Linked DNA regions of Sus scrofa: all the other regions are linked to region 1. Evidence: chromatin contacts called from public HiChIP or PLAC-seq and promoter capture Hi-C data. All regions are on one chromosome and are shown on one strand. The core of a region is the stretch at or near the end of the contact, and the rest is flanking DNA. Distances in the headings are between cores, read along the strand shown. Region 1 holds the start of FAM91A1 (protein FAM91A1). Region 2 has its middle 37 kb from the start of FBXO32. Region 3 holds the start of FBXO32 (F-box protein 32).

Region 1 (2,908 bases), core at 169-2,668:
AGGCCTGCAGCTGCAGCTCCAATTCAACCCCTAGCCCGGGAACCTCCATATGCCACAGTTGCAGCCATAAAAAGAAAACAAATAAAAAGAATAAACAAATGTAATCACAGAAATACTGAATTCATCTATGGTTGCTTGCCAGTAACAATGATCATGGGTTTGCTAAGCCAGTGTAACAAATTCTGGACGAAAGGGTCCCCAAAGACATTCTCACTAGAACTGAAATTAAAGCAGGCTTGATCTGCCATTAAAAAGTGACTGGAGGTTGCAGCATGGAGCAGAAGCAGAAACAAGAGGCTGTGCCCAAGAATCTTTATCTCCTAGATTCCCTTAGGGCCTCCCCATGTGAGCACCAGCTGTTTAACATTTTAGCTGAATCCCTACACTTAAAGAATTTGAACCTTTGTTTTTTTTTCTTTTTAACAGAAAACTTACTTATTTATCAATACAAACCTGTAACTCATATAACATTAATTGGAGTAACAAAAAGAAGTATTTCACATGAATTGGTATCTTCAGGTGATTTGAAGAACCCTTTTTGAAAGCGGTCTGGTGAATGGATTACGACTGGGATAATGACCATAAGAAGGAGAGTAACGCCTGCCCTCATGGATCAATAGGTATATTTCTTGGTGTTGAAACATATGACCATGGAAGTTTCTTCTCATATCTTTATTTCAGATGAATGAAACCAACCAATCAGGAGACTCATGGTGTAAGTACCTTTGTGAAAAATGAATCCTTGGGGCAAATTCACTTTAAACAAAGATATATGAAAGGACTACATTTTCAAAGAGTTATAATGCAGAATAGTAACGACTTCTATATTCTGATAGTTTACACTAGTTGAGTGAAACTCGATCTGCCAAAAGTGTGTGTGTGTGTTCAGGGGTTGGGGAGAATGGGGTTAAATGGGAACCTTAGAGCGCAACGTTTCTCTTTCACAAGATGCAGCAACTTTCAGGAGGTGAAGGGTCATTAGACCTCTGCCCTACGCCTCTACTGGGAGTAAAGCTCTGTCTTGAACATTCCTTCCTGAGCCTGGGCCCTGCCCACCCGGCCTCGGTTCAGGGTTGGCTATGGAGAGCTAGGGCCCACAGCTCCCGCACTTCTAAGTTAGCTATGGCCCCCCCTTCCCAAGTCTCTCCTTCTCGGGCAGCCCACCCCAGCGCCTGTAACTGCCTGCTGCTGGGCTCACATTTGAGGGCAAGTCGGTCATCCAGCAATGGTACAATGCAAGCCCAATTAATTCATCCAGAGACTGACAGAGGCACAGGGAGTGCGCGGGTGGGCGAGCCATACCTGAGCACCTTGCGGCTCTATCTACTCAGGCCAGACCCCAGTGTGGAGGGGGCGGGGCTGGAACCCCGGGCTCCGCCCCCCAGCCCCTCGCTGGCGGGCGGAAGTGACGCACCTCGAAGCCATTTCCGGCGGGCTGAAACTAGGAAGAAACTTGGAGCCGCCGAGGCTTCTGGCCACCTCTCTTCGTTGCTCGCGTGCCCCGTGGCCCGGGCCGCGCCGAGTCGTCGGGAGCCCTGGCCATGGGGCAGCCCCGGCCGTCCGCAGTTTGAGGCGCGGGGCCTCCCGCGGGCTCCTGGGAGGCCGAGGGCGGGCAGGCGGGAGGCGTCCTTCCAGCCGCGGTCCCGGCCGCTGCCGCCCGCCCGGGCCCCCGGCATCATGAACATAGACGTGGAGTTCCACATCCGGCACAACTACCCGTGGAGCAAGCTGCCGGCCAACGTGAGGCAGGTATGGAACCTGGGGCCGGGGTCCCGCCTCGCCGGCATCTGCTCGCCGCGCCCCGTGGCCGTGGCTGGCGCCTCTAGGCTGATTCCTGGCCTTCCCCTCGCCAGGGTTAACCTGCAGCCCAGGGGTGAGGAGGGGACGCTCCCAGGGCCACAGGGGCAGGATAGGGCCGTTGCGAAATGGGATGGAATGGTGTCCACTGGACTGGCTTCGCGACTTTGCACGCACTCTCGGTTCAGCCAGGCACTGGGCTAGGCACCTTTAAGCTAATTAAAGCACGGCCCTTGACCTCCAGAATTTCGGGATGTTGGGAAAGGGTCTAGAAATAAATGAATACATTTACAGAGTGATAGCAGCTTACACGAAACTGCATAAGTGTATATGCGAACGCACAGAGGAGGAAGTCACATTGTCCAGGGAGTGTCAAGAGGATGTGTAGAGGAGGCATTTAAATTGGGCCTTAAAGGACGAAGAAGAGATGGCTAGATAAGAGACTTGGAAGATTTTCCAGGGAGAGGGAATGTCATTTTAAAAAGCGCGGACGAGTGAGAGCGTGTTTTGAGAGAGTAGTGAGCGACTTCCTACCACCGAGCCTGGAGGTGTAGCTGTATTGATTTGTTTGGAGGTGGGGCTTCGTGAGTGGGGGTGGTGGCAGTCAGGGCCAGATTTTGAAAGACTTTTGTATTTTGTTTTGTTGGACTTAATCCTCTCAACAGGATGGGTTTATTAGAGATCTTTCAAGAAGAGAATGACAAAAGGCTTTTGTCTGAGAGGTAATTCTCAAATACTTGAGTGTCGCGTTTTTTCCTCCATTGTTTTACAGATGTTTATTGAACACCTACTATGTACTATGCCTTGTTTTAGGTGAGGGTAATTTGCAGCAGTAGACAAGAGGAAACCCCCTCTTCCTGGAGCTTACGTTTTAGTAAGGAAAGAGGACAGTAAACAAGTAACTGAATAATACACGTAATATAGCAGGTGGTGGTCAATCTAATGACGGGAGTGTTATGTACTTTATGGAAGGCATTGTTCTCCGGTCAAAGATTGACCCTCAAGTTCCTGCCATTCTACTTGATTGAGAGTGAAATTCTGTTTTTCATTGGTGCTGGGTCCTGGGGGTGGTGGTGATGATGGTGTAAAATTATTACTTTGTGTCCTCTCC
Region 2 (2,908 bases), core at 121-2,620, 250 kb before region 1:
AAGCCACAGTCCCTGACGTGCAGATCTCAGAGGAGCCTGTTCATCCTGGTACAGGGAGAGTAGATGGTAGGCTTGTGTCTCATCCTGCACTGTTCTTCTCAGAAGCACAAACGCAGTTCTTCCTCCCTGAATCTCTCGGGTACTCTGTCCTTCACTAGGGCACTTGGAAGTTTGGATCACATGTTGTGGTTGATACCTACTTTCTTGCCCACCTGGGGACCAGGTCAGGAAGGTTCTCTGAGAGCGAGGGTTGAGCTCACACTTCTGCACGGCTGCTCCGGTGCCCAGGACACTGCTGCTTCATTAACATGGCTTATTGGCGAGAATTTGCAAGGCTGATTCTCTGTGATGCTTCTTGGGCAGAAACGTGATGGGTGTCAGCTTCAGTGATGCCTGGGTAGAGCAGAAGGGAGGCAACTCTCTGATAGGCGGAGCCCTCCTGTCCAGCTTTTGCAGGTCCACATGTCCAGGTGACCACAATAACTCTTGCTGCTGAATTAGGCTCTGCCTTTCATTTGCAGACAGATCCTCCTTGCTCAGCGTGGGAACCTGCAGCAGGAGGGTCATTGGGGATTTGTCTGAAGGGGCAGAGCTAGAGTAACTGTCAGATTCATTGTCTTAGCTTCCTGTAGGGCTGTAAAAAATTACCACAAATTCATCAGAAGGTCAGCAGTCTGACACAGGTCTCACTGGGCCAAGGTCAAGGTTCAGGCGGGGGTTCCTTCTGTAGGCTCTAGGGGAGGACTGTTTCCTTGCCTTTTCTGGATTATAAACCTGCTGTCATTCCTCGGCTCTTTGGGGAACCATTATTGTGCCCACCATAGTAGCCTTATGATTTCTATTTAAAGTGAGCTATTTGTGTAGGATATGATTATTAATGGAAAGGTGTAATAATTTCACTCACTTTTAACAATGTTAGAGTTTATTTTTTAGAGTATTTGAGATATATTTTTGTTTAATTTACTTAATGTATGAGTTATTAATTCACATGGAAATGTTTTGCTTATTAGGATTGAAGCTTCTCCGAGCAGGTATTGGAAGTGCTTATAAAAAAAAAGCAAATGGATGAGAGTTATAATTGCAGCTTTAAAATGTTTAAAGGAATTTTTATTGTTTGTCAAAGGGACTTGTTTAGTCTGTTCAATTTGAGTTTATCAAACAGTAATAAAAGGCCCTTTTATTTTGTATGAAAATTTACTAAGAGAGATTTAGTTGAACTTAAAAGAAACTTTAGTGAACACGAGGTCTCCACATTTGTTACTTTTTCAACTGCCATTAATTTTTAACTGAGAAGCTATAAATAGTTCTATGAACATTAACCCCGGGCTGATTCTTCTTCTAGTCCAGGGTAAGCAAGTGGTCCTAAGTGAAACTTGCTAAAGCATTTTATGAATTATGTGTGTGTTTGTTCATTCAGTCAACCCAGGCCCTGTGCTGGGTACAAATATGATTGCAGTGTAACAAAGTTCATATGCAAAAAGTGTTACTGAAGATGAAATTTACTCCCTTGGAGAAACCTTCAGCCAGGAGGTGGCCCTAAGGAACAATAGGTGCTTCCTAGATGGAGAGGCAGGGGAAGGACATTCTAGCTAGGTGGAACAGCCTGAGCAAAGAAGGCATGGGATGTTTAGGGATGATGAGATTCTGTGATCCTTCTGGGAGTTAAAAAAAAAAAATCTGTAATTATTCTCAGGTGCCTCCGATGTCATTTTCTGATGGAGAATTAGTGGCAGGATCAGGGCATGTTCCAGAGTAAATGTGTGTCACGTAAGTCAGTCACCCACCTGAGCAGATCATACCCCTCTGGGAACACAGTGTGATTCCTAACATGACTCTCAGGCTCCCGTTGCTCAGGGAATCGTAATTGTTACCATTTATTGAACTCGTATTATGTGCCTGGCTCCAAGCAGTGTATGTGTATTAGCTCACTTAACCCTCACAGCCATAAGAAATAGATATATTATCAACAGAGTCGAGGGAATTGAGACAGAGAAGAGTCAAGTAAGGTGACAAAGTTACCTTAAGTGACAGGGCCCTGATCTGAACCTTGCACAAGCCCTTTCCTCTTTCTTCTCTTTCTTTTTTCTTTCTTTCTTTCTTCCTTCCTTCCTTTCTTCCTTCCTTCCGTCTTTTTAGGGCCGTGCTCGTGGCATGTGGAGGTTCCCAGGCTAGGGGTCCATTTGGAGCTATAGCCGCTGGCCTACACCACAGCCTCAGCAATGCAGGATCTGAGCGGCGTCTGCAACCTACACCACAGCTCACGGCAACACAGGATCCTCAACCCACTGAGCGAGACCAGGGATTGAACCCACGTCCTCATGTATGCTAGTCAGGTTTGTTAACCACTGAGCCACGATGGGAACTTCCGTTTCCTTTTTCTGAAATGCCCATGCTCTCGTCTTCTGAGGCCAGCTCCTTCTCATTTTTCAACATCACTTCTTCAGAGAGCCCCCTGCCCCACCTTGTTATTATGTAGCTCAGTCCTATGTCTGTTCCCTTCTTAGCACTTACTACAACTTAAATTTGTCCCCTACTTTTTTTTTTTCTTTCTCTCTATAATCTCAATTCCATTAAGGTGCAGGGACCCCATCTGTCTTATTCATCATCCTGTGCCCAGTGCCTTGCACAGAGTCTCGCGTATAGTAGCCATTTACTAAATGTCTGTTGATGAGTAAATTGATATTGACTTTAAAGTTCCTTATTTCCTAATCATTCTCCTATATGAACAGTTAGTGGAAATAGCCCATTTAAGGATAATGCTGTATTTCTGATTCAGGTTGGTAATCGGCAGCAAGTTTAGTTCTCTATGGATTCCTAGAAAATTTTACAACAATGATAAGCTTCTGAGAGAAGGAATATAAATGTCGCTCAGCAAAAGATAAACATACTTAGTTCGATTAAAAAAAAA
Region 3 (2,908 bases), core at 270-2,769, 210 kb before region 1:
ATTTCTGTATGGTGCTCCCCAGACTCCTCAGGGACTTGGTCAAAGTGCCTTTACCATAAAGGTCAATGTGCTCTTGTCCCTCCTGGCAGACCCCCAAGATTAAATACTTTCCCCCCCCCTTTGGAAGACAAAAGGTGATGCTTTATGAATCATAAATAGGTGATAGACTCTGAAGGTCAGTACATGGAAATAGTGATATTTTCCTTGATAGTTTTGGTAAAATTGAGTGCCAAGGGCTCAGCCAAACAACCACTGGTCATTCTCAGTGGGAAGCTGGCCCACTTAGGGAACTCTCTCCATTGAAGTCAATTTAAGGGCTGAGGGTGGGGAGCAGTGGTTTTAACCAAAAGCCCTAGGAAAAGGCACCCAAGGCCACTGATCCCCTCTAGACCCATTTCCATTGCCCTCCTCATGGGAATCAAATGGCAGCTACTGGGAAGCGCAGCTTGGAGGCCTGGACTGACAGATTCCAGAGCACCCAACTCATTAATCAGGGCTTCTGTGTTATTAACCAAGCAGAGCATCAGGCTCCGGGGACTTTGGATTTTCCACCCGACTGACAGAGGGCAGGTGGGACTTGAGTCCAGAGGCTCACCTGCTCCAGGTGGGCTTTCTGCAGGTGATAAGCATACCTTGAAATGGGGGTGCCCTCACTATATAAAGAAAACTGACAAAAAGGGCCACTGAGGAAACAGGTGCAAAGACTTCGTCCTCTCAGAAGCAGAGAGCTCGTGTGGGTTTCATACCCCGCCTCCCTTTCCTCCTCCGCAGCTCTGCCTCCTCGAGTCTTTACCATCGCTCCGAAAGTCCGCCCGCAAAGCGCTGGTGCCCCAGGGACCATCTGGCCGCCCCTTCCTGGTTACTCATCCTCTCTGCCCACTCTGTGGTCGCCTTTGCGTGGGAAGAGCCTGGAGGTGCTCTGGGCGGGCCCCGTGTCCAATCCCGTCTCCAGACTTGTGCTGGGAGTCCCGCGCCACCCCAGGGTGAAGGGCACGCAGCCCGCTCACCGCCGGCGCCCACACACGCAAAGCGAACGACAACGGGTCTTTTAAGGCAGGGGACCCCTGAAGTTGTGAGCGTTTGTGGAGAAGAGCCTCATTTATCGTCACACTCTCAGAGGGACCTGGGGTTCTGGAAGGAGTCATGCCCACTTTGGGACGCTGACCTTGAACAATAATAAGAAACCAAATACCCTGAATCCCGTGCTCTGGTGACCTCTACAGAAACCCAGGCAATTCACTCTCATCCTTCTAGTCAGGGGCTCCCTTCTCACCCTGTTCCAGCTCTGCCTGCGTCCCATTCACCGACCCACTCCCGGAGACCAGCCCGAGTGTTTGCGTAGCTGAAGTTGGTGGCGATCCCCTCACCTGCTGAGGTCGCTCACGAAGCTGCCACTCTTCTCATCCAGGAAGCGCTTCCAGCCATCGGCTGTCTTCACCCAGCTCTGCCCGGGGGACCGCCAGTCCTGCCCGAGGAATGGCATGGCACTGCAAACGGACGCGACGGACTGATGGACAGGACCGGCCGGGCGGCCTCGGGGACGCGCCGCCCTGGGCGGATGCTCGGACGGGGGTGCTGGGGCCGGTGAGGGAGCGGCTTCAGGGAACCTGTGTGGAGGGCTGCGGGATCTGGGGTGCGGAGCGGGGTCCCTGCGCTCGCGAAGGGTGCTGTGGAGGGTCGCCGGGCGCGCGGGGCTCGCTGGAGTGCTGCGCTGAGGTCCCGGCCGCTGTATTTATCCCGGGCCGCTGGCCCCGGCTCTTTGTTGCCGGAAGAGCCGCCTGCTCTTAGCCCGGCCCCCCCAGCCTGGAGGCCACGTGGCTTTGTTTATGGGCTCGGCTTGTTTTCCGAGGCGCCCGCGGCTCTTGCTCCTCTGGCTGTTGCACAACCGCTCGCTGGTGGAAACTTGAAGCCGCGCTGCGGATCGGGGCGCCCACTGCCCCTCCACCCCTGGCCCCTCGCGCTCCTTCTCCCCCCCGCCAGGGCAGCTGCTGCAGCTGGGAGAGCGAGGCCGGGCGCTCGGGAAACTGCACACCGTCCTTCTGCAGCTCTTGGCCTGGCGAGGTGCAGGGAGGAGGAGGCTCGACTGGCTTGTGGATCGCTTCGGCGCGGGGGTGGGGAAAAGGGACCGCTCTCCTCCCAACCCTGAGCTGTCACAATCGAGCCCTGGGTCCAGACAAGCCCCGCCAAAGCGGGGGCCTGACACGGCCCCCCGGAGCCCGGAGCCCGGCAGGGGGTCGGGGGCGCAGCCTCCTGGCCTCTCTCACTACCTAGAACCCGCTCTCCGGTGGAGGAGGGGACACCGCCAGGCGGGGGTGGGGCGGCGGGACAGTCGTCCACCTCACCCTGCCCCAGAACTGTTACAGAGTCTGCTGTCAGGCAGGCCTGTCTCCCGGGTGGCGAAGGAAGAAGATGGAAGCTCGGTGGCAGCTGGTCCCAGCGGTGGAAGTGGAGAGCAGGGACAGTCCCCCACCCCACTCTGGACACCCTAAGCCAGCAGCACTGGCATCTGCGGGGCCTGAGTAGGCACCATAACGTCAGGGAGCAGGTTAGGGGTGTGTCAGCCCCGCTGACTGCCCGGTTATCTGCCTAGGGCTTAGGGGACTGGACTTCTGTTACAAAGAACCGCTCTACCCTTTTCTGTTCTGCGTCCTCTGGGCTCTTAAGCCCTTCTCCGGAAATAGGTCAGGAGTTTTGTTTTGGTTTTGGTGACCGTTTAGGGAGAAGGGCCTAGAAAGCCCCTCTGCCTGACTGATGGGGACTAAACGAAACACTGTAAAAGCCCACAGTGAGGAGGCGATGCCCCAGGGTCTGAAGCCCTCATAGACCTCAGCTTATTAACCTAAGCCTCAGGAGGACCAGTGTGGCAGCTGTCCCATGTTCCAGATGAGGGCACTGAGAGTCCCTGAGA

Evidence for each region. Promoter capture Hi-C pulls out the DNA fragments that hold promoters and counts their contacts. HiChIP or PLAC-seq counts read pairs in DNA pulled down with a chosen protein or histone mark.
Region 2: a promoter capture Hi-C map of fetal liver shows a contact between it and region 1, with 3 times the contacts expected there. The contact joins the enhancer-like site here to the promoter of FAM91A1 in region 1. A contact is called at or near these places in 3 of 5 promoter capture datasets (fetal liver and liver), 7 of 47 Hi-C or Micro-C datasets (brain, embryonic fibroblasts, fetal liver and 3 more) and 1 of 2 datasets of contacts at active chromatin or transcription factors (alveolar macrophages).
Region 3: an H3K27ac HiChIP or PLAC-seq map of alveolar macrophages shows a contact between it and region 1. The contact joins the promoter of FBXO32 here to the promoter of FAM91A1 in region 1. A contact is called at or near these places in 1 of 5 promoter capture datasets (fetal liver), 2 of 47 Hi-C or Micro-C datasets (alveolar macrophages and embryonic fibroblasts) and 1 of 2 datasets of contacts at active chromatin or transcription factors (alveolar macrophages).

The regions. Positions count from the first base shown.
Region 1 is chr4:15,680,336-15,683,243 of Sscrofa11.1, reverse strand. FAM91A1 (protein FAM91A1) reads left to right here and starts at 1,418. Exons shown (of 24, transcript XM_003354982.5): 1 at 1,418-1,749. The coding sequence starts at 1,678.
Region 2 is chr4:15,930,978-15,933,885 of Sscrofa11.1, reverse strand. No RefSeq gene overlaps it. Among named protein-coding and RNA genes, the nearest start is that of FBXO32, 37 kb to the right of the region's middle. Within about 2 kb of position 1,370, at least 7 of the 83 cell types and tissues checked have an H3K27ac peak or open chromatin away from gene starts, as enhancers often do. A contact at or near this core is called in fetal liver, where this site is marked.
Region 3 is chr4:15,894,486-15,897,393 of Sscrofa11.1, reverse strand. It overlaps FBXO32 (F-box protein 32), which reads right to left and starts at 1,519. Exons shown (of 9, transcript NM_001044588.1): 1 at 1,368-1,519. The coding sequence starts at 1,483.